2 separate regions of the Anser cygnoides genome follow, and region 2 is linked to region 1. Evidence: chromatin contacts called from public Hi-C data. All regions are on one chromosome and are shown on one strand. The core of a region is the stretch at or near the end of the contact, and the rest is flanking DNA. Distances in the headings are between cores, read along the strand shown. Region 1 holds the start of SESN2 (sestrin 2). Region 2 overlaps WASF2 (WASP family member 2).

Region 1 (7,649 bases), core at 2,862-5,361:
GCTGCGGCACGTCGGGGCTCTCCTCCTCCCCCCTGCTGCTGGAGAAGGCTCCAGAGCCACGAGGAGCCCTTCGCCAGTACAAACCAGTGCAAGCCACTGTTCCTGTTGTGCTCGTGCTGCTGGAGCTACGTCCACCTGCGTGCCATGCAGGTCCCGAGCGCCTGCAGCTCCTGTTGGTGCGGGTGGTGCTGCAGAGCTGGGGACCACGCTCTGGCTTAGCTCCCTCCGTGCTCCAAGCAACCCAATCGCTGCCAGGCTCTGTTTCCTCTGGCAGGGAAATTCCCTGCACCCCATAAAGAGGCCGGGCACCCTTACTGCATCCCATCAAGGCCAGATGCTCGGGGTACCAGTCTCTGGACAGGAGCGAAGCGCAGAGGGAACGGAAACGGGTTCACCAGGTGCCCCAGCAGCCCCCTGCACGGTCCCGCGGTGCCTGCCTTCGTCCTTGGGGTGTGGCCCGGCTGGACACCAGGCCAACGGGGTCCCGGGGGGACCCGGGGCAGCGGCTCACCCCAGGCAAGCTCGCTGTTTGCTCTAAGGTGACTTATCTTGAGCAATCCGGCTGCCTTCCTGTTTAGCTTTCTTACCGCGCGCCGTGGAGCTAAATCAACAGACTTGTACAGTCAGCATCTCGTTAACTAGGGCGCCCTCGCTCCCTGAATAATTAGTGAGCCGTTGCATGTTTCCCATGATCAGGGCTTCTGGAAACAGGGTGTTTGGGTTCTGCTCTGGGTTTCCCCTCGAGGAAATGCTGCCTCTCCTTTGCCACCCTTTTTCCAACGAATATCGTAACGAGCCTCTGTGCAGCCAGGTACACGTGTGCGAATTAGCACAGGAAAAACCCTTGTTGCATTTTATTTCCTAGCATTAATATGCTCAAACTGGGGCAAAACATAACACCTCAAGTGCTCTTGGATGAGGCTCGCAGGATGAAAGGACTCGAGGTGCTGCAGCCTGCCCAGGATCACCTGGGTTCACTTCTGGCTCCACTGCTTCCTCCCGGGGATGCTCGGCTCCAGAAGCAGCCCTGGGGCCGGGCTCCCCTCCTGGGCGACCTGCTGGAGCTGGGATAACCTGGGTGAAGTCAGCCTGAGCATGGTGGTGGGGTTTTGGCACAGCCCCGAGCTCCTGCAGCGTGCTGGGGTGCAAAAGGCAGCAAGCAGAGAGACGCTGCCGAGGGTTTCCTGACTTTTCTAACCTGGGAAATTTCATCCTGGCTAAGGAGAGTGGGATGCTTAACCAAATGCACGGGCTCCGGGGGTATTTTTGGATGTTTTGTATATTTTTTTTTTCATTTTTCCTACAGGATAAGCACACAGGGGTGTGGATAGAAGGGATTTGCAATGGGAAGGGGCTGGAGAAATCTTTGGAGCCAGCTCACACCAGCACCAGGCACAGCGGGTACCGGGCACTGCGGGTACCGGCCCCTCGCGGCTCAGAGGTGGCGGCAGGTCACCTCCTTCTGCCAGGCTGCTCTCGAGGCGGGGGAAAAGCTGCTGACAGCCCGAGCCGGCTGCTACGTGGGAAGGAGCACTGCAAACAGGCCAGGAAAAGTGCTGAGGCTGCAGGTAACGCGCCTCTAATCGGCCGGGGTCGGCTGACCTGGGGCTGCGGAGCAGATGGGGGAATCGCGTGCCGCTCCTTATTGCCGAGCGAGTGCACAGCCGGCCGCACGCAGCCCCTCCTGCCCTCCCCTGCACGCAGGGCACGGCGCTGGCCAAGCCCAGGGTGAACATCCTCCTGGCACAGCCCTCGGTGCCTTCTGGGGGGGTGTTTTTATATTAAACGCCTGGCAGCATCGCTAGCCCCGGGGTTGCAGCCCTGGGGTGCCCGGGCGCAACTCAGCCTCTGGTCCCTCATGTCCCGAGCTTGCTGGGGGGCACAGAGGGGTTCCAGATGCAGCCCCCCGCCGTGCTGCAGGGCAAGGGGTGGATTTCAGCTCTGGGCTGATGTGCTCGGAGCAAACCAGAGCTCGTGGCCTCAGGTGGCCCCCGCTGGGCACCCGGCAGCGTCTTGGCGCTGTCCTCTCCAGCCGCAGGAGCGGGTGGTGGAGCTGGACTGGGTGCTGGGGCTCACCCGGGGATCGTTTCCTTCTGCCCCCCTCGGCCCCCGAAATGGGGCAAACCTGCGGGGGCTGTGCTGTGCGTGTGTCCACCCGAAATGACACCGCCCTGCCTCGAAGACGCCCGTGGCCACCGGGGCTGCGCTCTTGGCTCCTGCGCTCCCACCTCGGGGCCGCACACGCACCCCCTCCCCAGCTGCCATCCTGCGGATTTGGGGCTGGTAACGGGGTGGGGGCTCTGCCATGGGGGTGACCCAGGCCAGGCTCCCAGCTGACACTCACGGGGCAGTTTTGGGGGAGAAGAGGGGCTTTGGGCTATTAGTGCCCTGCTTTCCCCCAAACACCCACGGCACCAGGTGCTCATTACCAGGGTGGGGAGCGGGAGCACCCCAGGTTACATCCGGCCCCTCTGAGCCCCTGAGTGCTCGGCTCCGTGCTAATTACTGCCACGTCCCGATGCCCAGCTGCTCGGCAAGCTGTTGCTGCCGCTCCCAGCAGAGAGCTGAGCCGGGGCAGAATTCGGCCCCTGACCTCCAGCCCTGCCGCTGGGGTGGACGAACCCCAGGTGGACCTCCCTGTGAGCAGCGGGGGTAAATCGGGAACCGGTGGCTCCCCTGGGTGGATGATGAGGATTTGGGGAGCCGGGGGTTGCCCCTCCGTGGCCCTGCAGCATCCCCAGCACCCTGTGCCCCAAAAAGTGCTGCGGTTCCCCCCCGGCTGGTGGGGCAGGCTCCCCTCTGTAGCCATTTAGAGCTGGGTGAGGGGGGCTGAAATGGCAACACCGGGCCCTGGGAGGGGATTGTGGGGCCGGGTTCCACCCAGAGCAGGCACAGCCTGGGTGTTGGCTCAGGGCTCAGATCAGGCACAATTAAAAACCCAAACCCTCTCCCAAATCCCAAATCACACCAGTGCGAACCCAGAGCCAGAAGCTTTGCCCAGGAGGGTGGGCAAGAAGGAGACGACGTCCTCACCCCGAACACCGCCCAGACCCCGCAGCCCTGCTGCAGAGCCGCGCTTGCAAAACACCCCTAAAAAACAGCCGGGGGTGTCTGCGGGGCCCCGTGCCCGGGGAAGGGAGCAGCCGAGAGCTTCAAACCTCGTCCTTCTTGGGGCTGGCACGGCAGCGAGCGTGCCGTGGTGAGCGGGCTGTGGCTGCGCCAGCGGCACCGTGCCGGCGAGGCTGCGGACACGGCGGCTTCACTGGCAGCGGCGCAGAACTGAGCCGGAGGAGGCTGTTGCCAGGCAAACCCCGAGTTGTTTGTGCAGGGACTGCTGTTTGCTGGACTTTGCCATGTGCGGGCTGTCAAGCAGCACCAGATTGTTATCAGCGCCGCTGTCTGGGGCTGCTGGTGCTCGGGTTGTGTTTGGCCTTTTTTTTTTTTTTTTTGGGCTTCTTTTCCCTTCTTTTCTTGCAAGGGTTTGGTGCTGGGGTGGATGGGAGCCGGCGCTCTGCTGGGACAGGAGGCCATGCCTCGCAGGGAAAGGGAGGAAAAAGCTGCTCCCGCAGCTCCTGTTGCGTCTCTGCACCCCGTTAAATCCACCTGCCCTGTGCAGGGGCAGGGGGACGGGAGGGGGGAACCCAGGGACTGCTGGTGGTGGCACCGAGCCACGGTGGGAGGGGGGCAGCAGCTTCGGACAAACACCACTGCCCATAAACATTTTATTTTATTTTATTTTATTTTATTTTACTCTGTTTTATTTTATTTTACTCTACTTTGTTTTATTTTATATTTTCTTTTCTTTATTTTATTCTGTTTATTTATTTTATTTTACTTTATTTTACATTTCCTCCCTGGCCCCAGCACACGCCGGCTCCCAGCGCCACCCCCTTTGAGCCCCGAACCCCTTTCCCGAGCCCCTCTCCGCTCACCCCCCCCGTTAACAAAAACTACACCCCCCAGCATCCCCCGCGCGCCTCCCCTCCCTAATTGGCTGGGCGGGCGGGCGGCGGCCACACCCCCGCGATCCCATTGGCGGAGGCGAGGGGCGGGGCGGGGCCGCTTCCCACGCTCCCGGCTTTATGAACGGAGCGCCCGGGGCGCGCCCGGCTCCCGCAGCCCCCGGGGCCCGATCCTGATCCCGCAGCCCCCCGGGGCCCGATCCTGCGCCCACCTCCACCCGGGGCCCGATCCCGCAGCCATGGCAGCCGCCTAGCCCCGTGCCCTGTGCCCCCATCCCGGTGCCATGCTGGTGGCCGGCTCGCAGCGCTGCCCCTCGGGGCTGGAGGAGCGTTTGGGGTGCGGGGCGCTGCGGGGCGAGGAGGTAAGAGCCGGGCTCGCTGCCCTCGGGGATGGGGCCGGCAGGGCGAGAACGCCGCTGGGCTGTGGGGCCGTGCTGCTGCCCCGCTGCCCGCCCTGTTCGTGCGGGTGGCTGCGCTGCGGGGTCCTGCAGGGGTGGGGGTCTGGGGCCCCCCGGGTGCTTGCGCGGCTCTCGGGGGTGTTTGTGGGGTTGCTTGGCCAGGGGGGAGGAGAGGGGGGTGTGGGGAGCACCTGTGAGTGGGGTGGCTCTGCCCTGGTAGGGGGTGTTGGGGTGGCTGCGCGGGGCGGTTTCGGGGTCTCCAGCACCCTCCAGGAGCGGGTGCGCAGGGGGGTGGGCGTCCTGCCCCCAGGCCTGGGGGGGAACCAAAGGGAAACTGAGGCAGGGTGTGTGTGTGTGTGGGGGGGGACGTGCCTGCGCCTCCTGGGTGGGCAGCTGTGGGTGTTGTGGGTCTGTCCCGTTGTTCTGCCCGTGCTGCCATTCCCTGGTGGCTCTGCAGGTCGGTCTCGTAGCGTTTCGGAGCTGAATTGGGAGTTCTTGGCCCCCTTTGGTCGCTGTGCCTGCCCGGCAGCCTGTCAGGAGGGGGGGGGCAATAAATAACCCCGGTGCCTGCGCTCAGCCAGGCAGCTCGTGGGGCTGCTCCTGCTGGAGTTTGGGGCAGGAGCGGGTCTTGGAGCAGGGCTGGGAAAGAGTTTGGGACCCAGCCTGCCCCGTGCTCCCTGGTGGGTTGCACCAGCACAAAGTGCTCGGTCCCTGCCCCAGGGGTCTGGGCCACCGTGTAGATGGGGACAGCCGCGAGCAGTCTGTAGGGCAGGGCACCAACGCACCGGGTCCTGCGTGGCTGGGGACCTCTCTGAGCTCCCCGTCCACCCGGAGGCCTGGGGAAGGTCTCGCACAGCTCCGGGGCTTTTGCACTGGGAGGCCAAAACGGGAGCCCTGGGATGTCTGTGGGGCTCTGCAGCACCCCCCCCGCTGCATCTGCCAACAAGTTTGGAGTTACCCTTATTAGTAGGGTTTGTTCTGGGGTTGCGGCAGGGGCCGGTGCCGGCGGGGCAGCCGTTGCCCTTGGTGCCCGGGGGTTGCACTCGTGTGTCGGCTCCGTGCGTCAACGGGGCCGGGACCCGGCGCTGTTCTCGCCCCCCGGTACAGCCTGGGATGGCCTCGGGGCCAAGCGACGGTTTTTGGAGGAGCGAACCCGCTCTGTGGGGCGTCTGCGCTGGTGTTTGTTTAACCTCTCCTTATCGGGAACGATTTTCCAACACCTGACTAAGCACTGGCACAAGCGCCAGGGCTCTGCTTGGCACCATGTCCTCCCGCTCCCGGGGCATTAACTCCTTCCCTGGCCGCTTGCTCGGGGCCAGAGACCCTGCGGCCACCCCGTGCCCACCACCGCCCGGCAGCGGGCTGTGGGACTGCCACGGGGTCGAGCATCGGAGCCGTGCCTCAGTTTCCCCAGCGGCAGAAGCGGGCGGTGAGCTGCTGTTTCGCGGCGGCGTGGCAAGGGTTAAGCACAGTGCCCCTAAAGGATTGCTTAATGCAGCAAAACATTACAAGCCTCCGCGCAGCAATGATTAAAATGCACCTTCAAAGGTCACCCTGGGCTGTCACCAAAACACAGCGGGACGGTTTGCGCTCTCCGGCTCCCTGCTGCTTTCAGCGTTTGAAGCCTTTGGGGTCCCGCGGCTTTGTTTGTGGGGTTTTTCCTTTGCTCCCCCGTCCCGGGCAGCCTCTCGGAGCACCGAAGCAGCTCTTTCCCCGAAGGTCTGACAGCCGTGAGTCAGAGCGGCCACCTCAGCACCCGCGGCAGCGATGGCACGAGCCTGGTCCCGCCGTCACCCCGCGGTGACTCAGGGCAGGGCCATCCCGTGCGCTCAGCACCGCGGGGACGCGGGTGCCGCTGGGGTGCCCGTGGGGCCGTGCTGGTCGCAGCCCCGGCCAGGTGCAGCCGTCGGAGCCCCCGGAGCCTCGCTGCCCATCACGTGGGGAGCGCGTGGCTGCGCTGACAGCTGCTGCCTGCCCACCTCGTGCCACCCCACGCCCCGTCCCCGCTCGGCTCGGGGTGCCCCGCGGCCGCCCACCGCCTCCCTAGTGCTGTGGGGGCAGCCGGCGGGAGCGGCGCTCGTGCCCGAGCCTCTCCGCTGGGGGAGCCAGGAGGCGGCCACGGGGCTCTTCCCTTTGCTGGGCACCTCCAAGAAGAGCCCGGGGAAGCTCCTGGCCACCCACTGAGGGTGGGACGTGCTGCCCTGCCGCCAGCATCCCCGCCTGTCCCAGCACCCTCGTCGTGCCGTGCCATGTCCCGTGTCCTGCAGGTGAATCCGCTCGCACGGGGCCGCGTGGAGCTGGCTGCTGAGCGCGGGGCCGGGGGCAGAGCTGCGCTTCGAGTTTCCCTCGTGTTGGTGGGCTGCAAGGAGCGTGCCTGCCTCCCTTGGAGGCTCCTTGGCTTTGGAGGACGGTGCTGAGTGATGCGCTCGCTTTTCTTGCGCTGGTGCTGCATGTTTCCTGCCTCTCGCCCAGCCGCGGCACTGCGTTGGCCGTGCCCTGCCCACCCCGGGGAGCCTTTGAATTATCCAGGGGTGGAGGGATGCGGGGTCGGGAAGGGAGAATGGGGCGGTTGGGATGGGGAGAGGATTCCTGTGTGGTTGCAGGAGAGAGGAATGCAACACAACAAGGGCCGTGCCTTCACCCCGTGCCCAGGAGCAGCAGCAGCCGTGCCGCTGGTCCCTGCTGCAGCTCCCGGCTCAGTGCTTTTGCCCCGCAGCCCGGGGCTGCCTTGTGAGCAGAGGCAGCTCCCCGCAGCCCCGGGGCGCCTGCTTCCCTCCCGAGGAGGGTGCTGACAGCGTCCCGCTCTCCCCCCGCTCTGCGAGCCGTTTATTTTGGGCAGTGGAGGCTGGCGGGCGGCCAGGCGTGCCTTGAGGCTTTGCTCGGGCTGGGGCTGCGTTTGCCCGCAGCAGCGGTGCCCAGAGGTGCCCCTGGGGCGGGGGCACCCAGCCCCGTGCCGTGACCCCCCCCCCCTTGCTGTCACCAAAACGGGACGCGGCTATTTTGAGCACGGTGCCGCACGGGGATGGACTCCGGAGCTCGCAGGCAGGGGATGCGTGGGGTTGGCAGGAGCTGGGCCTCGGTGGCCAAGCACCGCGTGCCGTTTGCCCGGGGTGGCTGGGATGCGACGGGCGAGGGCTGGGGGCTGAGGCACCGCGGTGCTGCCCCCGGCTTTGGGCAGCAGAGCTGGGCTCCTGCTCAGAGTCCCCAGGGGAGGTGACCGGGAGCAGCCCTGCGGCCAGGAGCAGGTCCCAGCACCTCGGTGCCACCCCGGGTCCCGCTGGCTGAGGGA
Region 2 (7,649 bases), core at 2,086-4,585, 130 kb before region 1:
ACTGCTCTTTCAGTTTCAACTCACGCCTAGATAATTATATCACAGCTCCGAGTGCCCCCACCCTTCTGCTGCACTTGGGGAATACTGCAAAGATAAGTCTTTTCTTAATTATTAAATGTAAATAGCTCATTAAATATAATCCAATTACTTTAATTGTAAGAAAAAGGAAGTAATTACAATATGTACATGTATTCTTGCCTGAACAGTTTTAAATATCTTAAATGAATCTTTGCAGCATTAATATTTTAAGTTAACCTTTGACATGAGAGGGGGGAAAAAAAAAAGCAGACAGTGACTCCCTGATATTTTCCAGAAGTGTTTTATCTGCTGGGATTTGTCACAAAAAAAAAAAAAAAGAGGACAGCCTCGAGCATCTAAATTAAAGTGGTTTATAAACAGTGTCTTCATAAAGTCAAAATAACACATGGGTTTTCTATTGTGGGAGGCAAAAAATGTTATATATGATGCCACATTAGGACCCTTAATAGGCTTTTTGGATGTCAGGAGCGGAGAAAGGGCAACGGAGGCGCTCCTGAAACGTGGCAGGCCTGACAAGCCCCCACGCACCAGAAGCCCCCATGTCCTGGTGGCTTTTCCGAGCCGTTCCCCTTGCTCTCGTCCTGGGCTGGCCGTGCGCGAGGGCGAGGAGAAGGGGCCTGCCCCGCTTCTGGGGCTCCCTGGCCCTCCCTCACCTGCGTGCAGACGCGGGGTCTGCTTTTTGTGCGCGCTCAGGCCGCCTGCACAACGCCCGGGCACGGCGCGTGATCCCGGGCTGCCGCTGGGGATTTGCAGGCAGAGCTGCGGGGAGCCGGGAGCAGCAGCAGCCTTCTGGTTTCGCTCAGCACAATGACAAGCCCTGCGCTCACTTTCTCCACCGGCGCAGCCAGCGGGACCGAAGAACCTTCCAGGCAGGCTCCAGCGGTTCCGTCAGGCCCCCTGGTCTGACAGGGGAGGTCGAGTTGCAGTTTGGATGCGGCGACAGACGCCTGCGTAATCTCCTTGGGACGGCCAAAAAAAAAGAAAAACAAGTCTTTTTTTCAACCGTCGGTTCCATTTTGCACATTCTGAGCCCAGCGGTGATCTCACCTTCTGTAATCTGCAAGGGCTCCGCATCGCCCCGAAGTATTTCGGAGGGGCCGAAACCATCGCGTTACTGAGCCGACCCCTTCGGAAGCGGAGAGATCAGGGCCTGGTCGGGATGCTAAAGATGCAAGTCCTTCTACCAAAGCTCACCGCAAGGTCTATAAATAAGCTGCTTTCTGGAAACCTCTCGTGTGAAGCCGGCCCCTAGACGCAACCTCCTTGATACGAGGCTGAATTCTCAAGAGCGACCACGAGGCTATTTTGTGCGAGTTAATTACGCGCGTTTCTAACGGAGCCTCCGAAGGGGAAGCAGCCAGTTGTTTCGTGCTGCCCTAGACAGAAGGTAAAGGTTTTGCACAAGCTGTGTTTGCAGCTACACGCCTTCCTCCAGCGCAGGATCGGCTCGGCAGCTGCCGGTATTGAAAGAACAGGATCTGGGTGTGTGCGCTTTTTTTTTTTTTTTTGCAGCTGCAAGGCCCGAACCCGAAGTGTGAGCTTTTTCTTACGGTGCACAAAAGCTGGGTGCCTGAAAGGGAACTCGCTTCCGCTCTGGCAAGCACTCAACCAACTATTCGCCGGGCTAAGGGGTGGTCGGGGAACTTTCACCCAGCCATTCAGCCCGGGGCTGCCGTTCCCCCTCCCTCGCAATTAAATCCCATTTTTTGCACTCCATGCATGAACCGCGGCTCCGCCGATACATCAGATATTGTGGCTGATAGCCCGCTCTCAATGCCACTTCAAGCCCTCCAGCGCGGAGCCGCCTGAAAGCAAAGCGTCGCTCATTCTTTGAGCGGCAGAAAGGACTTTTGCGATACGGAGACTCGAAGTGAGACTCTCACAAGTAGGAAAAGGGCGTCCGGTGAAAAAGAGGAAATGAGAAATTAAAACCACATTCGATCTTATTAGCGGTAATACAAACGGGTCAACAAAGTGCTCGGCAAAACTCCTCAGCATGTGAACAGTTTAGGCAGGGCTCGCTCCGTGTTAAGTGACACCAGCCCCTTTGGCTGGTACAGAATAAAAAAAATAAATAAAAAATCAGAGACCATCAGCAGCTATTCCAAACGCCCAGCTGGGAAGGGCGATGGCTGGAGGTATTACCTCATGCGCTGCAGGAGGATATACTTACAAGATTGGACCGGGAGGAACATTCCCCCCTCCTCCTTTTCTAACTGAAACGTGTTTTCCTCTCTCTCTCTCTCTGTCTCTCTCTAGGGATTTCCAGCATCTTATAAGCGAAGCCTCTCTGAAGTACCGCGAAGTGGCATGGCTCATCATTTCGGTAATGATAGTAAATAAGCTCCAGTATTTTGTTGATCCTTTTCCTTTTGCTTTACAAACAAAAGGTCAGAGTCATTAGCCCAGTTTTACGAGCGAGGAGAAATGGAGGCCTGGCAGAAGCACACGGCTCCGTAACATCACGGGAAACGTCAGCGCCTGAACAGGAGATGAAACCTGAAGAACACCGAGGCCGGCCAGGCTCGGCCATCCGGCCTGCAGACACGCAGCATCCCCTGCCCGTGGGTGCCAGATATCAGGCGCTGAAAGAAGAGAGCCCAAAAACACGGCAAGCACGGAGCAATGATTCTCCCTGCTGTCCTCTTCCACGTCACAGCAATCTTCTGGGCCTTCGGACCACGCCGAAAGAAACGCCATCACTGAACTGTCCTCTGCGGATTTCATTTCCATGAACTGCTCTCATCGGTTTCTGAACGCACCCGAACAGCTGGCATCTGTGCAACCCCGGGGCAGCAAGGCCCACATTCAGCATGCACCGGGTGAGGAGACACTTCCTCCTCTTGCCCCCTTCGCTTTACAATTAGATTTTAATCTCAGATCCACGTGCGGGAAGAAGAGGGCCTCGGCTTCAGAAAGCAGTCGGTCAAACCGATGCATCACCGTCCGTACTGAATAAATAAGCGAGGAGGTTATGTGACGGCACCACACGGCACAAGAGGAGATCTCAGTTCCTACTGAGGGCTTCCCAGCAGAAAGCCACGTGCCGAACTCCTGGTTTAGGTTTGATTTACAGCAGTAGTGAGGAACTCTTTGCAGTGGAGGGCTCTTGGTGCACTCTCCGCCCCCCTCTCCATAGCACACCAGTCCTGTTACTGCGCAGGAGAACTGAAACCTTCCAGAGGAGAGGTCAGCGGCGATCTCAGAGCAGCAGCTCTGGCGCAGCGGCACAGCCACAACCTCCCGTGCCGAGATTCGGGCCTTCAAGAGCAAATGTGAAACGCTGCCGATGCACAGGAGTCCCCCATCTTCCTCTCCCACCATCACAGCACCCCTTACACCCCACTTCTCCCAAACTCGGGGCCGGGGTCCCGCTCCACGAGAGGAGATGACAGGGAAGGCGCCACAAGAACAGAGCAGGTTGCTGCTGACCCTGGTTGGGGGGACACCAACCGAGACTCCTGGTCCTTTACCATCTCTCCAGCAAAGCCCCCAGCAGAGGCACGCACGAGATCCGTCCGTGCTCCACTGCTCCTGCGGGAACCCAGCGCCAGGAAGCCTTCCTGCAAGCTCCGGAATTAAGGCAGGATCTCGAGGAAGCGTTTCTCAGTTGAAGGCGAGCTTTGGACCGAGGCTGCGCCGACCGCTTTGTGCTGCTTGCTCAACAGCACGACGTGGAAGTTCACGGTTCGGCTCTGCTGGGAAGGGACCTCCCCCTGCTGCCTCCCGGGAAGGAAAAACAAAAAAAAACCTCTACCTACCAGAAAACCACAACTCGGGATCAGCCCCGAAGCTGCCGACCTCCTGCGGCAGCTCCTACCTGCAGCGGGGCCTGATCAGCCGCCCCGGCAGCGAGCCTCCCCTCCTCAGAAAGGAAAACACGCGGCCTTTTTACTGCACGGAGTTGCAAAAATGCAAAGGAAGTAAATGTCACCGGGGTGGTTCTGCTCTGAGCAGGCGTTCGCTTATTACCCAGAAGCCACTTCCACACGCCTTTTTTTAAAGCCGGTGTTTATAAATACCGAAAATATTTAAATAAATGTTAATCTGTGGTAAGCGAGGGCCTGATCTCGCAAATATTTAGCCTTGTGCAGCGAGAATAAAGGCTCAGTATAAATACACAACTTCTTACTGCAGCCCCCGTTAGCAGCGAGAACAGCAACGCTGTCGGACAGGCAGCTGCTCTGCTGGGAAAAGAGCAGAGTTTTGCTTTCCTAAGTTTCTTTCAGCACGGGGAAAGCGTCACTTCTGCTTTGCCTCCTGTGCACCCTGAGCTTCAGAAGCGACGGCGAGGAGCAGGCTGAGCCCCGGGCGGCCGCGCCGAGTCCCGTCCCGGCTGCTGTAACCCCTGGGAGTGGTTTTGGGCTGGGTGTTTCTGCCAGGTGCCCCCGGCCCCTCCCGGACGAGGGCACAGGAACGCGCCAGCACCCCCCAACCGTCGCTGCTCCCTCGTCTTCCCGGTTTGCCCGAGCTGCGCAGTGCGGGCAGCAGTGTTTTCTGCTCGGCTGCATAACCGAGCGCTACGTATCATCCCCAAACCCGGCTCCGCCAAGGGAGAAGCCTCGCTTGCAAAATCATTCAGCGTCCGAGTCCGGAAAGCCTACCCAAACCAACCACCTGCGAGGATTAAAGTGGAGCTTCGCACTTGTTGACATCTTCCTTGTTGCAGTCTGACAAAGAAAACTAACCCGGGTTTGTGGGAAGGTTAATCTCAACCCTCTTTGTTCTCCCATCACCATTAAAAAAAAAAAAAAAAGAGATTGATTTACCAGCGTAACTCCGCGCGCATGAGGCAATCACTGAAGTTTTAACCCCTCCGCCCACGCCACACGATTATCTAAGCTTTGTGAATGAAATCAACTTTTCCTAGGCCAGCCCCGAAGAATGAGATACGTTCAAGGCATGCCGAGAAACTGGGTTGGCAGTTATCGCGGAGCTTGTATTATTTGTTATGAATCACCGCTCACAAATGCCTCCTGAATTGCAACCTAAAAATGCCCCGTTGCGTTCGGCGCGGCATTCACCAGGAAACCGGGCCGGTGCCCTGCTCGAAGAGCTCGGCCCCTCGCTTCGAACCCCGCGGAGATCTCCCTGAAGACAGGAGGGCTGCGGCCCCAAGCCCCCCAGCCCCTTTTCCGCTTCACAAAACCACGTTTCGGGGCGGGTTTGCACAGAATAAGGTGGCCAGGAACACACTGCTTTTTTTTTTCCCCCCCTCCCGTAATTCCTCCTCACTCGTCCTCCTGCCGAGCCCACCCCCGGCATAGTTTTGTAAAACCAGAGCTGGAAGGATTTGTCAGGAATGCGGACCAGGCAGAACCCGAAGCTGGAAATATGGGCGAGATCAGGCGCTTTGCTGCCGCGCCTCCCAATTCCGCGGGGCTGGGAACGGACAAATTAAGCAGGGGTCCTGCTAACGTCACCCCACGGCAGCTCCGAAAACCCCCGAGGAGCAGCAGAGAGCTTGGAAAGGCTTCGCCTCCACAGCTGCGAAGAGGAAGAGCCTGACAGGCAGGAGCCGGCAGAAGTTTGGTGTTTTTTTAAAAAAAAAAAAAAAATGGAATTTGGGGCATTTACTTTTTGAACTTGTTACGAGGTATAAAAAAAAAACTGTTTATTTTTTGAAGCAGCGCAAATATGCGGTGTGGGGAGAAGTTTACATTCGGATCGGCGCTGGAGGCTAACCTCGTACAACCCCTACTCAGTAAGGGCAGCGAGGAAACCTGCTCCCCGGCCCGAGCAGAGCGAGGCTCTTCCCCACGCACAAACTGCTTGTTTTTAGGCAAACGTCCTGGGTTTGAGCCCTGCTGCCACCAGCCAGCCCTGGGACGGCGTCGCCAACCGCAGCTCAACCGAAGATTAGAATTAGCTGGGCCTCTGAAGCTTAGCTCAAGCTCTCTCATTCAAACTCTGCTTTCGAGAACAGCACTCAAAAAATAAAAAAAAAAATAAAAAAGCTTAAAGCTGAAGCGCCTGCCCTGCTCCACCCCGCTTCCTGGATAAAGCTTGTCCTTGGCTGTGATCGCAAGCAGATTTTCAAAGTCACCCTATCTCCACTCCGCGTTTCCAGCGGGTGGATGTGAGCTCTGGTTTGTTTTTAACCAAGCTTTGGGACAAACTCCGTATCGGTTCCTCCGACAAAAATCCCGCTCGAGGTCAATAAGAGGCGAACCCGAGCGAAAAGTGTCGCAACGTGGCATTTGGCATTCCTGCCGCGCTCGGACAGTTCTGCAGACGCCTGAAACGGGCGGAAAACGCAACAATTCCCCTTCCTCATGTGACCGAGCACTTCCCGCAAAGGAACGCTCTGCATCAGCTCCGCCACAGGGAAACTCACGCGCCCGCCGCCGCCGCTGCCTCCCATCGTTTGCTTCCCACCTTCCCGTCCTCACAAGGCCTAGGGAAGGACACGCGAGAGCGAGGGTTACAGAAGGATTAATAAATTAGGGCCTCGTCTGGAGCAGGTGTATTTAATGCCAGTTTTTTGTCGTTATTGGTATCGTCTCGTGTCCGCCGCCACTTGCGGCGCTGACGGCCCATCGTACGGTCCCACCAGCGCTGTGACCTGCGTGAACGCAGGCAGTTCTGCTCCTGCTGAAAGCAGAACACAACGCCAAACGCGAAACTTCTGGCGAGGAAAAAAGAAAATCCTACCCGAGGACGGTCTTTGAGGTCAAATAATAGCCGAGAGGGAGGAGCTGCCATCTCTTACCTTCCTCCGCAGGACACCTGCTGTTCGTATCCCAAAGGAGTAACCCCAACACAAGCCTAACTGCTAGCGAGGCACAACCCCGTGGACATTCTCCAGCAACTTATTTCTCCCCTGGAAGGAGGAGAAGGTCTGAGGTCAGGGGCAGGTCGGCGCATCTGCCCGAACTCCCCAGCCACGTCCCGTTACGCCCTTCGACGCTGCTTCCCCGCGAGCACCGAGGGATTTAACGTCGGCGAAGGCATTTCCCAACAGGCGCTGCCTTACCCCGGGAGTTTTACATCTCGTGGCTCGCACACACCCGCACAGCGCGACCACGCGGGGCGAGGGACGCACCCAGCCGCAGGTCCCCCTCCTGGAGGGAGGAAGGGCTCCCCGCTGCCCAGGGCTCGCAGCCGGCCGCGCGCCCAGGCGCGCTCGCTGTGTAGGTAGGAGCCGAGCACGCTTCTTCGCGAGCACCTTTAGGGCAGGCTGCTGTCAAACCCTGCACCAGGCCACAAAGCGAGGGACGCTCCCCAGACCCCCACACACCCCAGCCCCACTAACCCTCTAGGCTCCCCAAGAACCCTAACCCCCTCCCCCAGACCCCCTAGCCCCCCAGCCCCACTAACCCCTCCCCAGACCCCCTAAACCCCCAACCCCCTCCCCCAGACCCCCTAACCCCCTCCATTCCTACCAACCCCCCTCTCCTGAGCCCATAACCCCCTTCCCACACCCCCTTACCCCCTCCCCAGCCCCTCTAACCCACTTCTAGGCCCCCTAACACTCTCAGCCCCACTAAACCCCCTCCACACCCCCTGACCCCCCCTTCCCAGCCCCTCTCACCCCCTTCTTCAGACCCCCTAACACCCCCAGCCCCACTAATCTCCTCTCCAGACCCCCTAACTACCCCCCGTCCTCC

What was found. A called contact is a pair of places that touch in the nucleus more often than the background predicts.
Region 2: a contact with region 1 is called in a Hi-C map of liver, with 2.4 times the contacts expected there. The contact joins the enhancer-like site here to the promoter of SESN2 in region 1. A contact is called at or near these places in 2 of 7 Hi-C or Micro-C datasets (both in liver).

The regions. Positions count from the first base shown.
Region 1 is chr24:3,383,992-3,391,640 of Taihu_goose_T2T_genome, reverse strand. SESN2 (sestrin 2) reads left to right here and starts at 4,111. Exons shown (of 10, transcript XM_066982442.1): 1 at 4,111-4,324. The coding sequence starts at 4,247.
Region 2 is chr24:3,510,392-3,518,040 of Taihu_goose_T2T_genome, reverse strand. It overlaps WASF2 (WASP family member 2), which reads right to left. Exons shown (of 10, transcript XM_048073182.2): 2 at 6,752-6,862. Among named protein-coding and RNA genes, the nearest start is that of WASF2, 4.7 kb to the right of the region's middle. Within about 2 kb of position 3,335, at least 1 of the 3 cell types and tissues checked has open chromatin away from gene starts, as enhancers often do. A contact at or near this core is called in liver, where this site is marked.